2 separate regions of the Hordeum vulgare genome follow, and region 1 is linked to region 2. The links are chromatin contacts, called in public Hi-C maps. All regions are on one chromosome and are shown on one strand. The core of a region is the stretch at or near the end of the contact, and the rest is flanking DNA. Distances in the headings are between cores, read along the strand shown.

Region 1 (5,195 bases), core at 2,309-4,808, 300 kb after region 2:
GATGTGAGACCTCTATGAATGAAAACATCATAGTAGATGCATATGGACTCCGTTTTCGATGAACTCGAGCTTGTCATGAAGATGACTATAAGCTCTAAGAGCTCACAAAGAGAAACACCAAACAAGAACCAAGAAGTATGATGCAAGGATGCAAATGGTTTGAGCTCTCAATGAACGATATGACCGAGCTACTCACTTGAGAGCCCCCCTTGAGAGTATGGCAATCTATCCTAAAACAGAAAACCTATCAAGGGCAAACCTATACCTTGCACCTCGCCCTCTTGAGCTAGATGACGATGATCTTGGCTTCCTCAAGATGGACCACCTTCTTGATTGCGTTGGCTTGATGAAGACTAGTTGATTGCTCCCCCATACACAACATGGGTGAGCCGCTCTTCAACATATCTTCACAAGTCCATTGCCACCATAATGGACATCAAGCTTCAAGCATGATATCTTCGTGTTGATCCACTTGAACTTGCACACCGCAATCTTGATGACGATCACCACTTGACGTCATCCTTCATGGATTGTATGAGATCTTCTCTAGACGCAAGCCCATGGAAACACACCTAACCCCATAAAGAACTCTCATGAAGACCATGGGTTAGTACACAAACACGCAATGGACAATGCTTACCATACCATGGGATCACTTGATCCCTCTCGGTACATCTTGTACGCTTTGTGTGTTGATCATCTTGATTTACTCTTTGTATGACGATCTTGATCAACCTTGTGTCTCTATGACCATTCTTTGGATAATACCTTGAATACCACCTTGGTCATCATATAAACTCCTTGAACCCAACAGATGGACTTCAAGAAGTGCCTATGGACAAATCCTATAAATATAACTTAAGGCAACCATTAGTCCATAGGAATTGTCATCAATTACCAAAACCACATATGGAGAAATATGCTCTAACAGTGCTCCTACCCAGCTACCGCCTTCAAATGGTGGCGCTTCATCCTGAAAGTGTTCTTCTATTTTTTTCCTAGGGAAAATGAATTCATATAGCAGAAGATGGGGACCGGAGGGTCTGAGTGGGCTTCACAAGGGGGCAGGGCGCGTCCCTTTGCTTTATGGGCCCATGGTTGATCTTCTTAGACACTTCTTTCTTCGATTATTTTTTATGTATTAAAAAATAAATCTACATGAAATTTCATGCCATTTAGATCTCCAGAAAATAGCTATATCTATTGTACTCCTTTTAGGTCCAGAATTCCAGTTGTCGATATTTTCCCTCTTCATGTTTATCTGTCAAATTAAGAGAAAAAGGCATAATGATTACATCCTTAAGTGTAATATTGATAAAAGAACATTATACATAATGATACATGCATTTTGCATCATGATTTACTTTTTCTTGGTCATTATTCTACTTTATGATACAATTATAATGCATTTTCTCTCTTAAATTGCAAGATCTACACAAAAAGGGAAATTGTCGGAAACTGGAATTGTGGATGTGGAAGTCGTGGCAAAAGTTGGGAATTTTCTAGATTCCAAATGACCTCAAACTTCGTGTATATTTTTTATATAATATATAAGAATTATTGGAATGAAGACCCACCGTAGGGGGCACCTATTGCTCCCAAGGAAACAGGGTGCGCCCACTCCCCAGGGCGCGTCCTAATGCCTTGGGAGACCCACAGGCTGCCTCCGGTGCCCCTCTTCTGCTATATCAAGGGTTTCGACCTAGAAAAAATGAGGATACTTTTGGGACGAAGTGCCACCGTCTCAAGGTAGAAATCTCGGCATGAGCCCTTTTGCTCTCCGGTAGAGCGATTCTGCTGGGGAAACTTCCCTCCAGGAGGGCTCATTAAGAAATTATTAACCTAGTCAAAATCAAGTGGCCGTGTTTTAAATTGAAGACCTCATCCGATTAAGCGGCCTCCAAACTTATGAAGCATAAGTATTACATAGATCCATGAGTGACCTAGTTCCATCTCCTCGAAAAATTGTTGATTTGATTAAAATCGGGTGACCCAATTCAACCTCCTTAAGAAATAGCTGACCTGATCAAAATCGAATGATCCAATTTTAATTGAAGACCTTAATTGAGCTTAGTGTTATAGCATGTTTTTTTAACACTATAGCGGATTGTTAGGAGATGTCCAATTCATGCACTTTTTACGGGAAGCAAACGTCTCGTGCGGTGGCAAAAGGAATGATATTTCATGTAATTGGGTAGATATGGTTCTTCCTCTTTTATTTCCGAGTTTTCATGTAATTGGGTAGATATGGTTCTTCCTCTTTTATTTCCGAGTTTCTCATGAACGACGTGAACATTTGCGTTAAACAATAAAATACTTCATTAGGGAGCGGCATCGCATTTTAGTCCTTCCGTGCGGGGGCTAGCTTCCATCCATTCCTTGCATGCATACAACATTACACAAGTATGGTATTATTAAATATTCTTTTGATTTTGCATTTTTTATCTTCCAAACCGTTATCTCAATTAATGATCCGCTTTCACCACTACTGACTTTTTCACGACGAGATATTCAAAACTAGATCTCATGTCGACATGTTTTGATAACTTTTGTTTTCGTCGGTACTTGCTAGATTATTATCACTTACTTGTCACATTATTTGTTATATAGTTCTCACATTAAATCAACTTGGTTATCAGGCTTATGAATGTTGATATATCCCACAAAAAACTTAATTGATTGTACTTATGCTGATTCATGCATTTACTTGCTTATTGTTAGTGTTTTAATACCCACTTTTAGCTTCACATAACATTGCAATGCGTAAAAAGTATTGTCCTGATAACTATGTATACTTTTTATGACAACTATACACCCGTAAGATGACAACTATAACGACATAAATGTGGCAACTAGGAACGATGAATTTTTTTTCAACGAAACATGTCAATATGAGATCTTATTTTGAAGGCCTCGTCGAGACGAACCTAACGGTAAAAGCAAATCTCGGATCAAATTACTAGTCTGTGAGATAAACCATTTTTAAAATTTAAAAAGACATATAATGCAATGATGTAAGCATGAGGTGGAAGATTTTTGCATGCACATGAGGCTACGCGAGCCGCTACATGAAAGAGATGTAGTGCGGCGATTCTCTATATAATTTCTCAACAATAAAATAGGCCATTATGGCATTTCCTTTTAAAAATAGAGATAAGACGTGAAAAACAAGATTCTTTATAGAACCTCTCTAACATACTCCCTTTGGCATGATCCGCAGAAAAAAGAAACTTTGACTCGGCTTATCCTAATGCACACGGCAGAGCTCTATCTCTATCCCTTTCGCAGGAGGGAAACCAAACCAAAAACTAGAAGCGACCTTGGCGCCAAACCAAGAGAACCCATCCCGTTTTGCGCGAGGAGAGCGGATTGACAAGCACCAGAATCAGAATGCCCGCGTGCCTCTTCCTTTCCCCCTCGTGAGTATGACAAGTGTGGCCCAGGTGGTCCAACTGGCGGCCCATCTCGGCGGCGCGGCATATTCGCCACAAGCCAACTCGCATCGCGAGCCCCCCTCGAGTCCACCAACGCGAGCCCGCCACGCGTCCCCTTGCAGTTACCGGAGCCCCCGCACCCCACGCGCCTATTCTATAACAGGAGCCCCCTCGCCGCCCCGCCGCAGGGGATCGCCGTGCACTCGCCGCCGCTTCCAGCCGCTCCCCCTCACCCTCCGCAAAGGTTCGTCGTCGCGGTCTCTCCAGCTCTCCCTTCCTCCGTTTCCTTACTTTTCTCCTGGTTTGCCAGGTCCCTTCTCGCGCACGCTTCTTTTACGCGTCCTTTTCCGATTATTTCGGGTGCAGTTATGGTTTTTGTGATTGCTCGTCGGACCGGTGAGCGCCGCGGGTTTCGCGGCGTACAATTGCGTTGGTGCCTGGGCGCGGATTCGTGGGTCTGTTAGATCTGCGCAGGATTCCCTTCTTTGGATCTGTGGCGCTCATAGGGGGCAGGGGCAAGTGGCCGATTTGGGATTTAGCCGATGCCTTGACCTCCCATGGTAATTGTGTCCTTGTGAGTGTAATTCGGTGGCATATTATGTACAAAAAAGTATGGTTTTGTAGGGTTAAATTTCGGTGTAAGCCGCGAGAGGTTTCGTGGATACGCGTTGCTGCGCAGTAAAATTGCGATCTCTCCAATAAGTTTGCTTCCCCTTCTTTTTTGTTTAGCTTTATTTTAACATGCGTTCCCATTCTTGGCAGATAGGAACGTCAATTTTAGTTAGGCTTCGTGTTTGGATAGGCACTAGATCGGGCATAGGATGGATGTTTCTCCCATCGGGGTTATTTCGAGGTACAGAGGTATCCTGTGGTTGTGTGGGTCTCATGACTTTTGGTGCTAAATTTGGAATGCTGTTGTTCCTCTGATTGGAAAACTAATTTCTTTACGTCAGTAGCAAATTACTTTTAGAACACACTTTACTGCCTTTACGTTTTGTCTCTGATAAAGATAACACGGTGCCCTACCGAAGCAGTTTGCAGATCAGCACATGGTTTTATACTCCGAATAATCCCAGTGTTCTTCTTAGCACAAGCTTCCTTATTTGTGAAATTGTTGAATTAACTATAATATCCTTCTGCGTGCAGCCCATAGACAAGTTGATCTCATGTATTCAGGAAGAACAGTGGCATCCAGAGTTTCCTGTTCATCGGGAAACAACGGAAGCTTCCCACCCTGCCTTCGCCCGGGATTCCTGGGATTTCCTGTTGTCTCTGTGAACTTCCACTTGTTCAAGGCCATTGTTCGCAGCCCTGCATCTTCCGTTGTCTTGGGTATTTGTGGAAGGAGCCTCCCTTAGACAGAGCTGCCCCATAGAATTGGTAGAGGGAAGTGGCACAGCTACTGTTAGCTGAAATCAAGATTATAGATTGTTGAATCTTGGTTCCTGAAGATGGTTTCCTCAGAGATGCCTTCTGTTACAACAGCCCACACACAACGCCCCAAGCTCTTTACAGGGATGATACTTCTGCCAAAAGGGCCTCCTGATGTTGTCCTTCCTGAAAATGTTGAGTTCGATTTTAACGATGTTTTTGGTGCTACGGCGGTCCATACCCCCACAGAAGTAAGCATCCTCACTCCAGGCAGCCCTGCACCTTTGGCCGAGTCGAATGAGGAGGTTTACAACGACCCTGTAGTCATTACCAAGCGATCTCATTCTCTTGTTGGCCCAACTTCACTTGTTAGCCAATCCTTGCCACTTA
Region 2 (5,125 bases), core at 2,329-4,828:
GAGAATGCCGCATCAGCTCACTCGCCGAAGAGTACCCCATCAACCGATGAAGCTTAGACTCCTTGGTACTTGTTTCATCAATGGTGTTGAAAGATGAGTTCCTTGACACATGCAAGGGTCGCTCGTCCTCGGTAGAATAGCTCGCACCAGCCGAGATACCGTATTCTTCCGAGTATGAGTACGAATATGGTTCAGCTTGATGGGCAGCAGTGTTATGGCCATCACCTACCTGGTGAATTTCCGAGTCATCTGTGCTGGACTCGTCACCCCCAAATGGTGACTGAAGTTTCCTTCTGTTGGGGTCTCTGTAAGAGTAGGAGAGAACCTGCGCGCAGGAGCCACACCGCAGCCTGCGTGTTCCTCTGCTCGGAATGGCAAAATCGGTGGGCAGCTGCACGAGCTTCATACAGTTGGAGCAAAGGACGAATGGCGCGCCCCTTAGGACTGGCCGGCAGAGATTTCTCGAGGCAGGCCGCCGCTTTATCTCCTTAGCCGGTGGCTTGTGCGGTGCAGGTTCTTGTTTCCAGGAGCTGCAACGGGGTGGGCGGCAGCTATGATGGCATTGGTGAGGGCAAGGTCTCATTTCCAGTTGCCCACTACGAATGTATGAATAGGCGCTGCGCCGGCCATACCGCGGTAAGGGCAGTCCATGGCCATGGGGAGCAACTTGGCCAGACCTACTCAGGCGAGATGCATAGCCCGAATGCTTGACAGCAGGATGGTAAGCTGTAAGAGGTTGGCTGTAACCATCTTGTTTCAGCGGATGGGGAGGGTGTGCCCTTGGCTTGCAATCTGAAGGTTTATTGAAGATTTCAGAAAGGTCACCTTTCAATTCATCCACCGTCTTCATAATCTTTGATTGAAGAGGTTCGCTTGCCCTGAAGCTTTTTGACTGGAATGAAGTTCGGGAAGAGTGGAAATCAAGCAAGTCAACTGATACTCCAGGCACTTCTCGGAGATCACAAGACCGAGATTGCACCCTTACCAGCTTGCTTTTCTTGCTTGCCGCAGGTTCAGCTTTGCGTGCTCCAATCTCCTCACATTCTGGCAAATTGCTAGCTAATTCTCTTTCCTCGGATGAAGGCATGTTATGCTCTGAGGTATTCAGGCTGCTTTCCCTATCACCATCTTCGTTTATTTTGCAATCCTCTGAATTCTCTGCGCTTTGCTCTACCGTGTTGTTCTCTTCTTTGTCAGAATCTACTATCTGTGTGCCATTCCCACTGCCACTGGGTTGTATAAGGGCAGCAAGATCTTCTATTTCTCCATTGGTGTCATCGTCACCAGAATTGTTGTCTTGGCTGCTCTCAGTATTTGGAACCTCCATAACATTCTCCTCATCTGACATAATATCACCCTTCTCACTGCTTCCGGTGCCATTGCCCTCTTGCTCCATCTCGCTGCTTGAAGCACCAAGAGTGATGGAATCATCCGCAGCAGCACCAATAGAACCCAGTTCCTTGCTTTGGGGAGACACCCCATTGCTCACAGAGGTAACAACAGAGTAATTACCAGAGTCTTGCCGAACTTGTTTTGTCGACACCCCATTGCTCACAGTTTCAGAGGGAACAACAGAGTAATCCCGGGAATCTTGCTGAACTTGTTTGGTGGCCACATTTTGTGCATCACTGGCACGGATTTTAGCTGCATAAATGTAAACATACACCAAAACGAACAATCAATCCTTTTCCAAAAAGAAAAAGAACAATCAATTCCTTGGAAAGAAATGAGCAAACCGACTGGTGCATATCAGCTCATAACGACAAAACCTTGCTAGTTCAGTGTAGCATGGAATTCGTACCTCTAAGAGTGGTGTTGCATCCACCGCACTGGTAGACAGAAACATTTGCAGGTTCTGGTAGAATGTTAAGACACTTTGGGCACCTCACAAGGCGAAACGCGCCTGTGTTTGCACTTGCCATCAAACAAGAAAGACCAAGGACATCACCCACAGCACAATATTTCCAGGCTGTAGCTATCTACCAGCTACCACCAAACTGATATGACTGCTACACTACAGATGTCTTGTCTGTCGTAACACCAGGTCCAGAATCCAGAGTTTCTGTATCTGCAAACATTCAAGAGAAAAATGATCAAATTCCAATAGCACCTGGTTGGAGTAATAATAGCATGAAAACCCAACCTGGCTAAAAAATTCAAAGTCCATTTAAGGTGAATAACATTTATCCGTAGCATGAAACAAATCGGAAGAAACATAAAGGATAAAGTGCTGGAAAAATAAAGTTACAGCACCACTTACAAATAAGATCAGGTGCTGTTTGCGTGAAAAACAAGATTGGCAGACAATCCATATTCTCTCCTGCTTAATTAATGAGATGAGCCAAATCTTTTGCCTCCGTTTAAAAAAAAAACAAGATTGGCTGCTGAACACGAGCAAGAAATGCAGGGGCAAGATTGCACCACGTACTGCCTTCGCAGTTGGAACATTGAAATCATCAGTAGGCAATAGGCGTTTTGGCCCATTGGCAAATAGGCAGGAATTTGGCCGATTAGAGAAACAAACAAATTCGGAAGGTACCTTTTTTTTCTTTTTGAGGGGACAAATCGGAAGGTACTGATTGTTGGGATCCCGTTGTCTTGTTCATCCAGAATTAATCTACTGGGACAAGAACGTAGAGTACTAATAATGCTCAACTAGAGCTTATTTTGGCATGCTGGTTGGTTGGTAGTAACACGTACACTTGCCGAATCCATAAGGGGATCTCCATAGAGAACGGACGGAGAATCTTGCATGTTCGTAAATCGTACGTTTCTCAGAAGAAGAAGAATCGTATACGCTACTTCTCCCCGACAAGAATTATTTAGATACGGAGGAAGTACGTATGGAGCTGCAACCTAGTCCTAGTACAGCGCAAGGAAAATAAAAAAGATAGAGCAATTCATACCGACTTAATGATCTCTACTAGGAACAAACGCCTGAAGAGAGTAATCTGGAGAGGAACGCAGCTCGAGACGGAGGAGGTTGAGGAAGAAAAAGAAAAAAACAGTGGAAAGGCCACCGAATGCCCAAGGTAGAAGAGGAAGAGGAAGAGGAAGAGGGGAAGAAGCCAAGAAGTCACCTTTCCCGCTCCGTGGCTGCTTCCTCCTCGTTGTTTTGAACCACTCTTCTCCAGGAGGGAGGCGCAACAAACACCACAACCTTGCCGTCTCCCGCAGTTGCAGCTCCAGTTCTGGGAAGTTCCACGCCGGCCCCCGCGCTCACAACTAGTCAGGTCAGGTCAAGCCTCAAGCGGAGGAGTAGTATATTGTATATACACAACACAGTGGAGGGGGGAGAGGAAGAGGAGGAGGAGAGTTGACTGGTGGTAGGAAGGAAGGTTTAATTGCCCGGATCCCCGGTCTGAACGGGGTTGCGCGCAGCGGGGAAGACTTTGGCCGCGCGCTGCCAGCGGAGGGCGATAGCGAGAGAGAGAAGAGACAACTCGGGGAGGAAGGGAAGGAGGGAGGGTCCGCGGTCAAACGCGCGCTCGGGGTATAAATTAACAGCGCAACAGAATTGTTAGAAATTAATTACTATATTAATTCAAGGGATGTGTCCAACCCGAATAGTCGTGTCTCCTCTCTCTCTCCATTGCCAACAGGCACCTGTTCTGGAGGAATGCCTCCGAACAGGCACCTCTTCTTCGCACCTCTTCCAGATGTATATAAACTTGAGAATCAATAGAAATCAGGACTGATCGTTCGTTACTTTCATTCAATCTCGTTTTACTCTAACACGTTATCAGCGCGTGACTCTTCGCTGAGAGAGAAAGGCCGGAAGGACCGACGAGGAGGCCTCTCAAGGACGCCTTCGGCACACCGCGGCGCCCTATCCGTGCACAGCGGTGGAGTCTCCCAGCGTTCTCGCATGGACGAGTCGCGCGAGAAACCATGGCCTTCGGCCTGGTAGTTCTGCGACGGTCGGCGTCGTACCGGCGTACGGAGCGACGGACATCCTTCACGTGACGCACGGGCTCTCCTGGCTTGCATCGCCATCGACGTCTGCGGGCAGCAATGGCAAGCCCACCATTCCAACAGCCGATTCCTCCCGTCGGCCGCCCTCGACAAGGCTTTCGCACGGCCGCCGCGCCGGCTCCGAGCAGCCCCTGGCCGCGCGCACGTCCATCCGGCCTCTGCGCCGCGCCCCGATGTGCCTTGCGGCCGTCCGCCCGGTCGTGGCCGCGCCCGGCTGTGCCGTGGCCGTGTGCGCCTGCTCGCGCCAGGCAGTGGCCTCACTCGCCCGCGCTCGGCTGTGTCGTGGCCGTGTGCGCCTGCCCGCGCCAAGCCGTGGTCGGCCCCGTGTGCGCCTGCCAGCGCCAAGCCATGGCCCCGACGAGGAGCTTGGTTTCGAGATGGCTCCCAGCGCGCACGGCCGCCTTTGCCCCTGACATCGCCTATCAACGCGTCCTTCTGCGGCAAAGCATGCGGCCGCTGGCCGGCGAGCGAGTGTTCCGGCGGCGTGAGCCCAAACGAATCATTCGATTCGTAACCGCACATGGAAAGGAGAGAGCCTTATCTCTTCGTGATTATACACTTTAGCCCATGTGGCTTTACCTATTTTCATAATAGGTTTGTGTGTATATCTCTTCGGAGTAATTTATGTACGTCTCAGGATAAATTAACATGGTCCAACTATTTGTGCTATTCATTGGCACTTGTCATCTTTAAACCATGTATGTATAGATATGCATTCAACTCATTTTCTGTTGAGTTTTAAATTTCAGAAATGTGTATATGTTGAAATGTGTTTGCTATTGCAATTCTCTATACAACAACATTGTTTTGCGATTGAGATTAAGTTCTCTCATACAACAACATTGATTTGCGATTGAGAAATATATATTTTCTCGCAAACAATCTCATTGCTACTGAGATCAATTTTCTCTCGCAAAATATTAATTCACCATGGTGAATTATCTTGCAACTTGATATAAGATCATCTCATTTAATTTGAGGTCTATACAATTCAAGATTCTCACTTGAACATCAAGTTTGCAACATCATTACTATTCGTTACAATAGTAATGTATTTCTATTGAGTACGATGTATTACGAAATGTATGTATCCCCATGTTCATTACATGTTGAGATTAATACATTTATTTGCAAATAAAAATCAATTCAT

What was found. Hi-C and Micro-C count contacts between places; a contact is called where the count stands out from the background.
Region 1: a contact with region 2 is called in a Hi-C map of seedling, with 4 times the contacts expected there. The contact joins the promoter of LOC123448711 here to the promoter of LOC123448708 in region 2. A contact is called at or near these places in 2 of 6 Hi-C or Micro-C datasets (leaf and seedling) and 1 of 1 datasets of contacts at active chromatin or transcription factors (embryo).

What each region holds. Positions count from the first base shown.
Region 1 is chr4H:396,580,357-396,585,551 of MorexV3_pseudomolecules_assembly, forward strand. LOC123448711 (serine/threonine-protein kinase AtPK2/AtPK19-like) reads left to right here and starts at 3,559. Exons shown (of 7, transcript XM_045125686.1): 1 at 3,559-3,678; 2 at 4,581-5,195. The coding sequence starts at 4,886.
Region 2 is chr4H:396,285,190-396,290,314 of MorexV3_pseudomolecules_assembly, forward strand. It overlaps LOC123448708 (protein ENHANCED DISEASE RESISTANCE 4), which reads right to left and starts at 3,579. Exons shown (of 3, transcript XM_045125680.1): 1 at 3,081-3,579; 2 at 1,802-2,068; 3 at 1-1,644. The coding sequence starts at 1,922. It overlaps LOC123448709, which reads left to right and starts at 3,699. Exons shown (of 1, transcript XM_045125681.1): 1 at 3,699-4,743. The coding sequence starts at 4,015. The coding sequence ends at 4,539.